Regions from separate parts of the Mus musculus genome. Here region 2 is linked to region 1. The links are chromatin contacts, called in public HiChIP or PLAC-seq maps. All regions are on one chromosome and are shown on one strand. Each heading gives the region's core, a stretch centred on a gene start, on an enhancer-like site or on the middle of the called end of the contact. The rest is flanking DNA. Distances are from core to core; before and after follow the strand shown.

Evidence for each region. HiChIP or PLAC-seq counts read pairs in DNA pulled down with a chosen protein or histone mark.
Region 2: a CTCF HiChIP or PLAC-seq map of the NIH/3T3 cell line shows a contact between it and region 1, with 9 read pairs. The contact joins two enhancer-like sites. A contact is called at or near these places in 1 of 39 promoter capture datasets (the 3T3-L1 cell line), 1 of 15 datasets of contacts at CTCF or cohesin (the NIH/3T3 cell line), 7 of 484 Hi-C or Micro-C datasets (the 3T3-L1 cell line, the HL-1 cell line, cerebellar granule neurons and 4 more) and 2 of 115 datasets of contacts at active chromatin or transcription factors (VIP interneurons and vascular smooth muscle cells).

The regions. Positions count from the first base shown.
Region 1 is chr6:118,931,594-118,937,938 of GRCm38.p6, forward strand. All of the region lies in intron 3 of Cacna1c (calcium channel, voltage-dependent, L type, alpha 1C subunit), which reads right to left. Among named protein-coding and RNA genes, the nearest start is that of 4931430N09Rik, 55 kb to the left of the region's middle. Within about 2 kb of position 4,373, at least 35 of the 459 cell types and tissues checked have an H3K27ac peak or open chromatin away from gene starts, as enhancers often do. A contact at or near this core is called in the NIH/3T3 cell line and uterus, where this site is marked.
Region 2 is chr6:119,033,879-119,041,075 of GRCm38.p6, forward strand. All of the region lies in intron 3 of Cacna1c (calcium channel, voltage-dependent, L type, alpha 1C subunit), which reads right to left. Among named protein-coding and RNA genes, the nearest start is that of Gm50599, 23 kb to the left of the region's middle. Within about 2 kb of position 3,448, at least 61 of the 459 cell types and tissues checked have an H3K27ac peak or open chromatin away from gene starts, as enhancers often do. A contact at or near this core is called in the NIH/3T3 cell line and uterus, where this site is marked.

The DNA of each region.
Region 1 (6,345 bases), core at 3,123-5,622:
CCATGAAGGAGAGGCTCACAGGCCACCAACATCCTCAGGAGCCCAACATCCTCATCTGAGGTAATCAGAGGTAAGCAGGTGCTGGAATGGGTCTCTTCAGAAATGTTGCTGCCCTGAAATTGCTCAGTAGTGCAGTTTGGCATCAAGCTACCCATGCCCCTGTAAGTAAGAACCCATTGCTAGACTTGGGTGGCATCATTTGCTATATTGGTGGCCTCAGTAGCTGGAACAAACAGGCAGGGAAAATCATGGTTCAATGGAAATCTTCAGGCCTGAGTTTCCACTCTGAGAATGTAGCCATCTGTAGCTTCCTTTGGCTCCTAAGATTCTGCTTGGCTAAGCATCCATTGGGGGTGAACCCCTCAAAGGAAGGTTTGTGATAAATGCCACCTCTGGAAACACTGGGCCCCTCCACCTACAGGGTCACTTCTCTTCTCTACACCGAGACTTCCCTGCAGCAAGTGGGCTTCCTTCTCATCTTGGCCTGATCATTAGAAAAGCAATAAACACAGTCAGAGACTGCCACCTTCTCAGAGAGTTATCCCAGGATACAGCAGTGCCGAGGCTGTCAGAGTCAGCCCCATGCTGCTCCATGGAACATGGCTTCTCATTAATACAGACAGAGGTGGCAGCACATCCTTGGTGAAAACCAGGGCTGTGTGGGGCTGTGCTGTGTGGTACTTTTTCCTCTGGGCATAATAAGATGCCATCTTGGATTTTGTCCTAGTAGTCATGGCAACTAGAGGAGAAAAATACAATTATATCCAGGTCTATAGTAATAGTGGGAACTACAGACACTCCCTGGTAGATGGAAGATGGAAAAGTCTCAAGACATGCACTTAAAATTCCAGCCTTTACCCACTCAAGCAGCGGCAAGTGGTCTGGAGAGACGCTAGTGTAATTCAGAGGTTGAAGGTTAATTGAAAGCAGGATGCTATAATTCAACTTCCATGAGGTCTTCATCTCGATGGGCTGGGACTCTGCCGTGATGTACTATTTGGGAGTCACCAGAGCTAACCCGTCACCTGTGATTTGCAAGAAAGCCCCATAAGCTCACTCTTCTCACCAAGCTAGCCTTGGTGGAATCAGACTTCGCCTGTTGCTGGTGCCCATCTGGGATGATGAGATGTTTGCTCTCACCTCCCCAGGAAAACTTGGCATGCCAGAACAGAGTGGGGGAGCTGCCTGTGGGGTGGACAGCAAGAAGGGGTGTCTGCAGAGGCAGCAAGAGAGGACCAGAGAAGGCTGAGAATGTGAAGGAGGACAAGCAGAGCAACACAATTCAGGTGGTAAGCTCACTATGGGAACGAGCCCTCCAGAAAGGTTGGCGGACAAGATCATTAGGTACGACGAGGAGTCATGGCAGAAAGACAGAAAGACAGTCAACAGACACACACAGCCTCACAGAAACCAAGGAAAGGCAAGAAAAGAAAGCCATGTGTTGCTGGGCTTTCGTTGAGCTGATGGCTGCGAGTTCACGGGACATGGATTACATACTCAGTGCACTGCAGCAACTAATTTCTAAGCAGATCAAAATAAATCAGAAAACAAAACCGCCCTGACAGCAGAGCAATGTGGAGATGTGTTAAGAGATAATTACAATCCTTTCTCCCATTTCACTACGTCTCTGCTGCCACGGGTGCCAGCGCTGAATCACAGTTGTCACTCCATCAAGAGGCCATGAACACTGGAGGAAGACTGCAGAGGGTGCCAGCCAAGCATGCCAGCATGCTGGTCTAGGGGGTCAGTCTACTGACAAGGATGTTCATCCCATCCCCAAATCTTAGAACTGCAGCCAGAAAGGGTACCTCATGCCAGCTAGGGGCCACTGTGCCAGGCAATTCTCCCCACCCCCATCTTCTGGGAATCTGTTGAGCATGGCCACTGTCACTCACTCTGCAAAGAAACTGGCTTCACGGCTTACAATAGTATATCCTAGAGTCAAATCGGTCTAGTTCTATGGGCTCCTAGTCAGGTGGCCTTGGGCAAGGTCCCAGAGTTATATAATCCTGTCTCCTTATCAAAGAGAAAATAGGCAAATATCAGTGGTGGACAGTCATCAGGAGCATTAGAATAATGTACAAACAGTATCTGTAACTGGTAGGGTTTACTGTTAGACATCATAGCTATTGTTACCCTTGCAAAGCTGAACTGAGAGGCCACCAACTTATGGATCCTTGAGACTACTGCCCAAGTGACAGATGAAGCATCCTGGGTGTCCTTGTTGAAACTTCTCAGACATGCTCCTGACTTCTGAACGGATGCCGCAGGTCCTCAGTTCATCAGGTTGGGGGGCAGCTTAGAATAGGGTCTATAGAATGATGACCCAGTGCCACGAAGAAGAAAGCTACATAGGAAGCAACTTAATACTTGGAGGTTGTTTGCTGCCTTGGTGGCCCCACCAGCATCCCATGTCTCCAGCAACCTGTGGGGATGCTTCCCCAAGACATTTCTTGAAGAAGCACAGGTCCTCAGTACCTGCCACTGAAGATCATTGAACTCTCCACCTGCTCCCTCCTGCAGATACTCCTCCTCTCCCTACCTGGAGGCTGAGAAACCAAAGGTCTTAGATGTTGAATAAATTACACTATGAAGTGGCTGCTCCGGGCTGACACTTCTCTTAGGAGATTTCCTTCTTAAGGAGTGTTCTTCCCCTGACATGATCTGTTGAGAGCAACATGGTAAACACATGTCCCTCTTCTGGTCCTGCTGGAAGAGGAAGGGATGGACAAAAGCACAGAGTCTGTCCTGAACATGGGGCCCAGCGCCTGGAGAGTGAGCAGTAAGCCACCAAGCAAGCATCTGGTTCTCACTCTGCCAGCAACCCCCACTCGCTGGCAATGCCAGTCTCTCAAGCATGCTAACGATGTCACCTGCTCTTCTTGAGTGGACTGGGACTTCCTGGTGGGGGAAGGGGAAGAACACCTGCAGATCTGCAGTTGACGACAAGAGACACCATGGCACCAGGATGAAAGGCCTTAGGAGATGAGGAGCCCTGCCTGATCCTGCAGATCCATGGCTCTCCTTAGCCCAAGGAAAGTCCAGCGATGTGCCAGCTGCCCCTGCTCCCACAGTCCTCAGCCTCGGGTCCTTCAGGACTATGACTTCCTGTATAAAGCCCTTCATCAGCCTTGAGTGTTCCTCCCTCATTTCCTCACGGTCTCTCCTATTCTCTCACCAGAGACTCAGGTCATGTGACAAGACCGCCAGCTGTGCCAATAAGCCAGCCTGAGGGCTTTCAAGGAGGTCACAGGCCCTGAGATCTCTGAGCACCGCAGAAGCTGATGGAGGGGGGGGAGAGGGGGTTAAGGTCCCTCACAATAGCGGGCAGTAAGTGGCTCTGTCTCTGCCCTCAGAAGGCTGTGGTCTCAGAGAACTAATGCCATGAAGACTTTTCTGAGGCCCGGATGATTTGTTCAGTATGTTTTGCAAGCACACAGGGAAAGCCTGAAAACAGAATAATTTGGAAGTGGGGAGCACTCCATCTCAGGATGCACTTTCTAGAGGGGTTTAGATTAAATCAACACAATCTTGCCAGCCTAGCACGCACTTGCCTCTTTTCCCCTCCTTGGTCTGTGGTCTATCAACATTGGTGTGGTCCCTCGATACTCTGGATTCTGTTTGAGCAATGAGAAGCTATACTGAACATGACACGCACTAATTTGGTGTTAAGTTCTGAACAACAACCAAAGTTTTCACCTTATGGTCCCTCCTTCTTATCCTGTTCTCATAAAATACCAGAAGCATGGTTTTCTGTCCTTGTGCCTTTGGACCTTGGGATGGTAATGATGTCCGTGCAAAATGGCACCTCCTGTCGTCTTTGCTTTCTTTATTCTCTGCAAAGATGCCCTTTGATTCCTCAGCTGCATAGATAATGCATCTTCTTGTGACACCAATTGGACACTAGATGCAGATGTTCAGTATGACGTTTAGCTAGGAGTCTAGGTAGGGAAGTACCGGGTGACTGACCATCTCCTAAAAAGACACCACATCTCAAAATATCTGCCCAACATCCTCTGTCCTAGAGGGCTGAGTGTGTTTCCAGATCCAGAAACCAGGCACTCAGAACTGCTCTCCCCGCAGTCAAAGCCAGGGACTTCACTGGCACGGGGCCACCAGCAGCCTACTGACTCCTAAGGTTCCCATGTGGATGGTAGCATGGGGCAGAGCTAGTCTAGCTGATTTGTTTCAGCCAGTCTGTACATGACATCCTGATCCCCACTGTTCCCTCCCTGATTTTTGGATTCACCCTCCACAGAATGTGTTTCTTGTATTGAAGTCATTTTTCTCATTGTTCACCCTTCCCTGTGTAGAGGTGGAGGCATTTTGCAACTGTTGGTGTTTCGATAAAGCCTAAGTGATTAGTCATATATCTATCGCCCTTGCTCAACACAGGAGCTTTCAGCACATGCCACCAGGACAGCCAAGAGAAGGCTAGGGCTGGAACACCTAGACCATTTATTTACAGGACCCTCAGATCTGCCTAGCTGAAGTTTGGCCAGAATACTCAGCACGAATGTGCAGTGTAAGATTGAGTGGGACAGCAAGGACCATTCCGTTCTTTCCCTTGCCTCTTCCGGAACTAAATCATCTTTAGCAGATGGTGTTTCTATCCACAATCTCCCTGGGAAACCTCCTCACTGCCTAGCAACCTCCAGCCCTGGAAGTCCTCACTGCAGCCTTCCCTAGCTGCCCACAACTCTACTGGCCCACTACCCAGGACACTCACAGGAAGAGAGGCCATGGTGGAACCCTCCCAAGACAACAGACTCCATGAGTGTTCCCTTGATAATCCCCCTTCAAACACAAGGTCTCCTACATTCCCCAGACTGCCCAGGGGCATCTTCTATGCAGCCACTCAAAGTGTAGGATAGGAAGCCACACATCCTCTGGAACCAAGGCTGCTGGGGCCACCTATGAGAGGATCAGCATCAATCAAGAGCTCTGAGCTTTGATCCTAGGAATATGAACCCTGCCAGAACCCCAGGCTTCTCAGCCTGCTTTTGGCTCTGCCTCTGTTCACCCCAGCCATATCCTTGAAAGCTGACTCTTCAGAGGAAGCAAGTCAACCCCTTCCCAGCATCTCCCTCTCCAGAAACCATATGATTGAGAAATTTTGGAGCATATCAAGGTTCAGTGACAGAGGAAAACAAACGGGTCCTTAGAAAACACATACGCTGTTCAAAAATGGAGGCCCATATCGTTACCATTCCAGCAGAGACCCAAAGATCCTAAAAACCTGCTCCTTTTTACCCATCAATGATGTGAGAGGGCACAAACCTCCTATCTTTAAAAAACCCTCTCATCACTTTACATGCAATAAACCTGAACCGTGTCAGATATATGGCAGTGATCTGAGACCAAAGGAATAGTCTGCCAGAGAAGCAGGGCAGCCATAGGATGAGATTTCCTCCTGGTCACAAAGTAGGCAGTGCTCTTAAACAAGTCACACTGCAAGAATCCCAAAGTTAGAGACATTCTCGCCCCCTTCTCCTTCCTCCCTCTCCTACTCCTCCTCCTCAGTGGGAGAGGGAAAACGGGCTCCAAGCATTCTCTACAGACCCTGGACAAAAGAGTTCCAGGACAATGGGTGTCCCCTTTTATGGTTTAGTTTCTTCCCCTGGACTTAGCCTCAAGCCCAGACCAGAGCTAAACATTCATTCTGGTTCCTTCCCCCAACCCCCAGACTAAGTCTCAGTTTCTCATCTGTACAATGGGCAATGCAATGCTGTCTGTGGGCTGTGTTGAAGGAGTTACACTATTCAACTTATGGGTTTATTGAGACAGCAAGTATCAGCCCTGCCAAGGATAGGGATCAGATATACAGGTTGAGCATCTGTAATACAAACTCTGGAGACCTGAGATGGCCCAAAAGCCAAAAGGGTTTTGAGAACCACCATGAGGCCACAAGCAGAAAGTTCCATTTCTGAACTCTAGCTGGTCACAGATACACTACAGGTGCACTAAAATGACTGCAAGCTTCTTCAGCTCTGTGCTTTTACATGTGTGCATCACACACACACACACACACACACACGACACCTTACCATGCCTATGTAAGTAGTCAGAAGCCCAGATTGGTTTGGACACATGCAACCTGCACCTAATGTGCTTGCTGTGGGAGTGAACAGACGGGAGGAAACTCAGCCAAACCCACAGGCCACTTCTACCATAATTCCCTGTAAGTACCCACAGCCAGGGGACAGGCCGGGCTTCAGAGCATGGCGAGAGACAATGCCCACTGGAAGTCCCCCTCTTGTAGAGATACGATACAAAGCAAAAGAAGACAAAAAAATCCTACAAAGCCACACAGCACTGAAGATTCTCCTTCACTCCCCAGAGGCT
Region 2 (7,197 bases), core at 2,198-4,697, 100 kb after region 1:
AATAGCAAAAAAGTGGCTTCCATCCTTAAATGAAGAGTTACATAAGAACAATGTCACTGTGAAACTCTGTCACTGCTCTCAAAGAAGGCCAGGTCAGGCAAGTTACAGTGGCTCTTTGAGCAACTTCGGATTCAAGAATTAAAGGGCTAAATCACCCAGTGCATTGACTCTTAGACACTAAAGCTGATGATTGGAGTTGGTCATCTCTGAGACCTTCTCCTAATCCCATAGTCTGCTAATCTTAAGACCCTAGCTGCACACTGATAGACAGCTTGCTGCCCAACACCGGTTAGTTGATGCTTTTTCCAAAACAAATTTCACAGACTCTGTTCCCACTTTGATGTTTTCATCACCGCCTGCAGTCTCCAAGAAAATCAAGTCATAAAATTACCTAATACAAAAGTCCCCTGGACACCCATATCAGTAGTCTCTACTTATATTTCCTAGGGGCACACAAACAAGCCCAGCATATGAGATGGAAGCCAAAAAAGAGGGCTTCTTAGAGAAAGGATGCTCCCCTTCTTTAGTCCAATTTCCTGTTTTCCATGTCTCTTGGATTCACCATTAAATCTAATTGCTATCTTGTTTTATTATTCCAAAGTAAAAGCTCCTAATAAATTATGTATAACTTAAATCATAAGTTGAGCTACTGCTGATGGAGACCAAAATGATTGGTCTTACACAGGAGACACACACAAAACCTCTCCATTCATGGTCAGTGTCCCAGGTCCCTTCCATGTTGTTGCTCTGTATCTCTGGGTGCCCCTTTAATTTACATCATCTGACACAGCACATCTTGTGACTGCATTCATGCAAGGAAGAAAGAAAAGGGTCCATGGCTTCCCTACAGAGGTATAGCCAGGAAGCTAAACATATTACTCCTAATGATATGCCCCCAGGTAGATCTTGGTTATACAAGAGCAGTCAATGCCAAGAGAGGATAAGAGCTGAAACAGTCTATTCTAGACAATCTTGTGCTCACTGGAAACACCACTACTGTGGAAGATTATAGGAGACTCTTAATAAGCAGTCTGCTGTTTAGCATGAGCGACTCCACCATAACATATGTGTCTTAGCAGAGATCATGGGCACATGATTCTCTAGGGAGCTATATAGCTGATGTTATTTTCAGACATCACCACAGTTAGCAAGGAAAGGCTAAGTCCTTCTCCACATGCAACAGGGTACTGAGTTCAGATAGGTTCAAGACTATGCAGGAAGGGTCAGTGTAAGTCTCTCATGTGTTGCCAAATCCCTGCTGCCTTCACATTTTGGTGATAACCCTGGGCAGCACATGTTAGGCTAGCTGACAGATAACAAGCCATTGAAATGCATCTCTGTCCAAACTTTGGCCCATACCCTCAACAGCAAGGCAAAAAATCACTGATGACTGGGTGGGTGCCAAGGGCCTGAGGGCAGTATGCCTTCTTGTACGATGTATGCTTTCTTTGTTTTGGTGACACTCGCCTCTATTTTCAGAGGGTTTACTTGCCATGTATTTAGGCTAGAAGGAGATAAGCTTAAAGCTCTCCCACAGAGTCCTGATGTCTTCTCTACTGTCTCACAAAGACAAAGCGCAAATCTCCCTTCTTCATCACTACAAAGCCAATTCTGCAAACTTGGCTCTCCACCCAATGATACGACTCATTCTATGACAAGTGTTTGTTCTCCGTCTGAGACATACCCAGCTTCCCGGCCAGGTCCCTTGGTCTGGCTACTGCCAGGGATGTGACAGGAACCTAGAGTCCAAAGCCAGCGAGTCTTTTATGCAGAGTTGCTCCTGGAAGAGGGAAGTCTATTTTGGGGTTCTGCTACTCAAAGCCTGTGCAAATGTCTCAAAAGCGATGAATGATGGGAGGAAAGGCCCTTGATCTTGCAAAGATCATATGCCCCAATACAGGGGAATGCCAGGGCCAGGAAGCAGGAGTGGGTGGGTTGGGGAGATGGGCGGGGGGTGGGGGGGGTAATAGGGGAACTTGGGGATAACATTTGAAATGTAAATGAAGAAAATATCTAATAAAAAATGAAGGAAAAAAAAGAGTGATTAATGTAGCTTTCACTTCCAAAAAAAAAAAAAAACCAAAACAAAACTGGTGGTCAGAAATCCCAAACTCCATTTTCTAGCTCCCACCAGCCGGTCAGCCAGGAATGTGTACAAAGTACACAGGTTGTAGTAAACATGGCTTAGGTTTATCTGGACTTGAACAAAATATAACTTAGCCTCAGTTTCCTCATCCTGTAAAACAGGAAACTAACTTGGATTGTTATGATTTTTCTTAGCTTGAGCCACCCATGAATGTTGCTTCCTGCCACAGAGGAGACTGGCTATGAGCAGCAAAGCCCACACTACCAGCAGAGTTTGCCGTGAGTGAAGCACAAGATCTAAGAGAACTCGAAATCTTTTGAGTTTTTAATCCTCCTCCATATCTGTCCAAAAAAATGGCATAGTGAAGGCAGCCAGAGGAACCAATCAACACAAAGAAAAGATACAGGATACAAGAAGGCATGCTACCTCGGGCCCTTGGCACCTGCCCAGAGGTAACAGTCACCACTGAGTTTTACACACCGTCTTCCCAAGAGGTTTACCCAAGTGTTCCACTCTTCAGGGCACACTATGCAAATACTAAGAGATTGACAGAGCAGGAAACAAGATGGAAAGAGAATTGCCATCTTTATGCCTAAAAGAAGAAAATGAAAGCTTAAGGTCTTGATATCACTGTTGGGAGTGGGGGTTGTGTGTGTGTGTGTGTGTGTGTGTGTGTGTGTGTGTGTGTGTGTGTGTGTGTGTGTGTGTGTGTTGAGACAGACAGTGTAGAACCTTGGCTGGCCTGAAGCTTACTATGTAGCTCAGGTTAGCCTCAAATTCACAGAGGCCTGCCTGTCTCTGCCTCACAAGTGCCAGATTAAAGATCTGTGCCAACCACTTAAACAAACATCTACTCCAACTCAGACCCCAGAGTTTTCCCCAAAGCTTTCCCCCTATCAAGCTTTAGAGAGAATAAAATTGGCTTTGTCTAAGTCTTCTAAGGAGAGAGATCAATTGATGCTTCCGCTTAGTACTCCAGCCTACCTTGCCCTACCTTAATCTGCAAGCTTCCATTCTACCCAAACCCCCTCCTTACAAACATGGAAAGTTCCCAGGCTGGGAACTTCCAGCTCCTTTCTGAGGGCTGTGACACTGTCCCCCACTCCTCCACCCCCAGAGTCCATGAACACATGACCGATCTGTGGCCTGGGCTTCTTGCAGGACCTCTGACTGCTTCTTACATAGTCTGTGTTCTTACTTATGTCACTGGGTCACATCTGGGTCCTCATCTTGCTTCCTGCTGGCTGCCTTGCCCTCACTCAGAAAGCTAACTTCATTTCAAGCCCTGCCCACTGTCCACATTCTTGAGCCTCTGGCTTGCTGACATTCCATTCAGCAGCCTCTGGCTCCTTGGCAGCCCTGCTTTGGGGTTTGCACTAGCCTGGGCACACGCCTAAGAAGAACTGCCCTCTCCAGTTAGGACTGGCTTTCTTCTAGCCAGGCCCCATTCCCTGCCCCAAGCTGAAGGAAACTCTCCTCCCATATGGTCCAGGTACCATCTCTTCTCAAAGACAGTCCTAATATAAAACATTCTGACGAAGTCGTTCATAAAGCACTTGGGAAAACTAACATTCGGTGTTCTCTGTCACCATAACAAACATAGAAGATAACTAAGATACAAAAGACAGAGGGTTCACTTCAGCTCGTAATTTTTGGAGGTTCCAACCCATGGTGTGTTAGCCCCATGACTCTGGGATGTGGTCAGGAGCATGTCATAGTGTTAAGTATATAGACGAACGAAACACATCAAAAGGGGGCTGTGCCTCGGGCTCACCGTCCCCCTCAAGGGCACACTCACAGTAACTACATGATGTCCCACTGAGCCGTATTTCTTATAGGTCTCAATACTTTCCCAAAGGGCCATCCTGGGACCATGCCTTTAACATGTGTCATTACGGAGCATTTAAGGTCAAGGCTATGGCCCTGTGAAACCTGAAAAGGCAGAAACCCGCTGTATCAACTGACAACTCCTACAGCCAGGATCTTCCTAGACTCCAGCTTCCCGAAACACTATAAATAGAAATGTCTTGAAATCAAAAGTAAATGGGTCTTGGGCTTTTTAAGTGAGTCCAGAAGGGACCATGACATTTCCCATGATATCTTGCCAAGTCGTTCTCATTCCTTTGGCTGTGAGCCTGGGAGAGATGAATACTCTGCCTGATTCTTCCCTGGTCTGAACATGTGCATCAGTGTGCACTGCGACAGGGTCGAGAGAATAAGGCACAAAATCTCCAGGCAGTTTAGCTCTCCTTTCTCCCTCAATCTCAGACATCCGAGCACACTGTGCAAGTCCTAGACGAAGCAAGCTGAACAGGTGTCTAAGGAATCACACATTTCTTCTCCAAATGTCGCCTTGTATGGCTTCTGCTGCTGCTCAAGTGACCTCCAGCCAAAAGAACCACACCTGCCCAAATCTAAACATCACTTCCCAAGTCAATGCATATAATCCCAAGAGACTCTGATTCTGTGTATCAACACAAGGCAAAAAAGAGGAAGGATAGGTAGAAGGAGGAGGAAGAAGAGTAAGAAAAAAACAAGGCTGATCCAGACAGGATGCAAAGCAAGGGTCCCCAGAAAGCCACCTTGAGTGGTGCACAGGGCCAGAAGACAGAGGTACGATCCACAGCTCACCCTGTTCATACTCCTTCTTGCAGTCACGGACACCAAAACACACATACATATTCCTCAAACCCTTTTTACTCCATTATCAGGGGTAGACATGGAAGCAGAAGGCTCCATACCCTGCGAAGAATAAGCCCCATGTGATTTGAATAGCAGAATTTTGGTTCAATTCTTGGTGCCTCCAACTCCAAGATGTGTGGTCCTAGCAACCTCCTAGGGAAGCCACTTTGCCTCTGAATTGATTCTTTGATGTATTGATTCCTCACTGATGAATGAGGACTGAAAACATCTCAGATGCAAACTTGTTACTGGGATTAAAGATTACAAAATTAGAAATGGAAAGGTTTCTGGCAAATACTTTACCTGATATATGTCTAACTAATGGTAATTGGGGGCTAAAGAGAAGATGTGACACAGGGCACCTAAGACTATAATGTACTCCTCAGAATCAGGAGCCTGGGCTGGCAGGGGGAGGGGGGCTTAGCAAAATACACAAAATGTTAATGTGCAGTTGTTGAGCAGTGGCTGGAAGACAAGTTCTGATTTTTTTTTTTTTAGTGTATGGCATGACTCTTAATATCACTGTGTCTTTATGGCAGGTCTTTGCAAAGCTGTATTGTAATATGATATATGCTGGCAACACCTCCATGATGACCTGCCAGGCTCGGGTCACAAAGATTTGTGCAGATTTGCTGCAGATCCATGCATGTGGGCCTTTCTCTGCCCTCATACATGACCTTTCAATGGCTTCCTTATTTGCAGGAGTCCATGTGTATTATAAAGATATGTGTGCAAGCATGTGTATCTGTCAGCCTGTCTGGGCATAATTGTCTGTACATGCATGTAAGCATACAAACAATAACACAGCCCCAGAAGTTGCATGAATTCCCCATCCTTGGCATCGTTCCCGATTCTTCCCAGATGGACCCAGGCAGGCTGTTTTCCAGTGCTGTTTTGCACACTCGTGGTGCCGATTCCATGATCAGTGATAAAGAACACGAAAAGCACCCACTAGGGAGTAACTCTTCTAAATGATTCACCTGGAAGGAAACCTTCTGCCTATTTAATTACCAAAGCTCAGCCCATGTGAAGTTGGAAATGGCAGGAAGTGATCTCCTTTAACTGTGTCGGGGTACTTCCTCTCAGTGCCTATTACACATTCTTATCCTAGGACACACACTTTCTCTTCTGCCTCCCATCCCCATTTCTCCAGTGACATCTGAGATTCTCCCTTCTGACCACCGTTCGGTCTAAGTTGGTGGAGAATAACCTGTTTCATGCTATAAAATGGTTTGACATGCCCTTGGGAAGTATTTAGTAAATGAGTGTTTTGGTAATGTCCAGTGCCAAATCAAGCCAAGAGCCTGCTTTGCTGGAATTGGCATTCTGCTGCTTAAAGCTGTTGTCAATAATCCTTCCATTGTATTGAGGTCACACAGGAGCAGGCGAGCTGGCTCTCTGGTACCTGGCCTGGCTCACAGGGCAGGACGGCACGCAGGGCAGGACGACAGCACATGGGATAGGATTTACATCCACTTTCCTCTCCTCTCCTGCAGTGGGGCAGTGTTCTGTCTCCAACCCCTCCTCTCTGGTCAGCTTGGCTCCCCCACGTTAGTTGGATCCTTTTGAAGTCTCTAAACACTAAAGAAGCAGGCCATGGCACTCCAGGCACAGTCACGAAGCCACGCTGGATATTGTCATTTCCCACTGTTGTCCTCACCCTGGAGCCTTGTGCTTTACAGATCAAGGGTAGGGAACAAGGACAGAGCTAGGATAGAGCTGAGTCTTCGGTAGAACCGACCTGTGATAACAGGAAGACCCAGTGATCCCATAGAGAGTAGTACCCCCTTTCCTAAACCATCTCAGGATGTACACAGACTCTCCACACTCCCACCTGCCAGTCCTTTCCCTTGCTCCTCTTCCCCAACACTTGGCCATGGCTCATGTCACAAACCCTGAGGCATGTACCCTGAGTGAGTCAGGATCACTAAAATTCACAGCCAGATCCCTACAAAGCCTCAGACCCACAAAGGGCACAGTGTGGAGGCTGCAAAGTTGCTTTCTTCATGCTTCCCCTAAGCGTGTGGACAGGAACGACTGACTATGGAAAGCAAGCCCACTAGGACTAGGCTGTGAACAAAGGATAGGTACCAGTAAACGCCTAGGGGGCTCTTCTGGTAGAACATCCTGCTTTCTGAACCTTTCCCATGGAATCGCAGGCCCAAACAAGGTGCCCCTCTGGCTCCCACGGCACCTAGCCCTTCCGTGCTCTGTAGCCAAGAAGAAATACTGTAGCCATGTTTACCTTCTCTTTGGAAGTATTTGATTCCCCAAATAAAATGTATTTCCATATCTCCTGGCACACACTGTTTGTTATCCAATAAATATTCATTTGATTAATGATAGTCCCAAGTTAATTCTTCTCCTATTAGTGGCAGCTACGTTCAAGTGTCTCTTTTCCAGGACAGCCTTTCCTGACGACAGGCAAA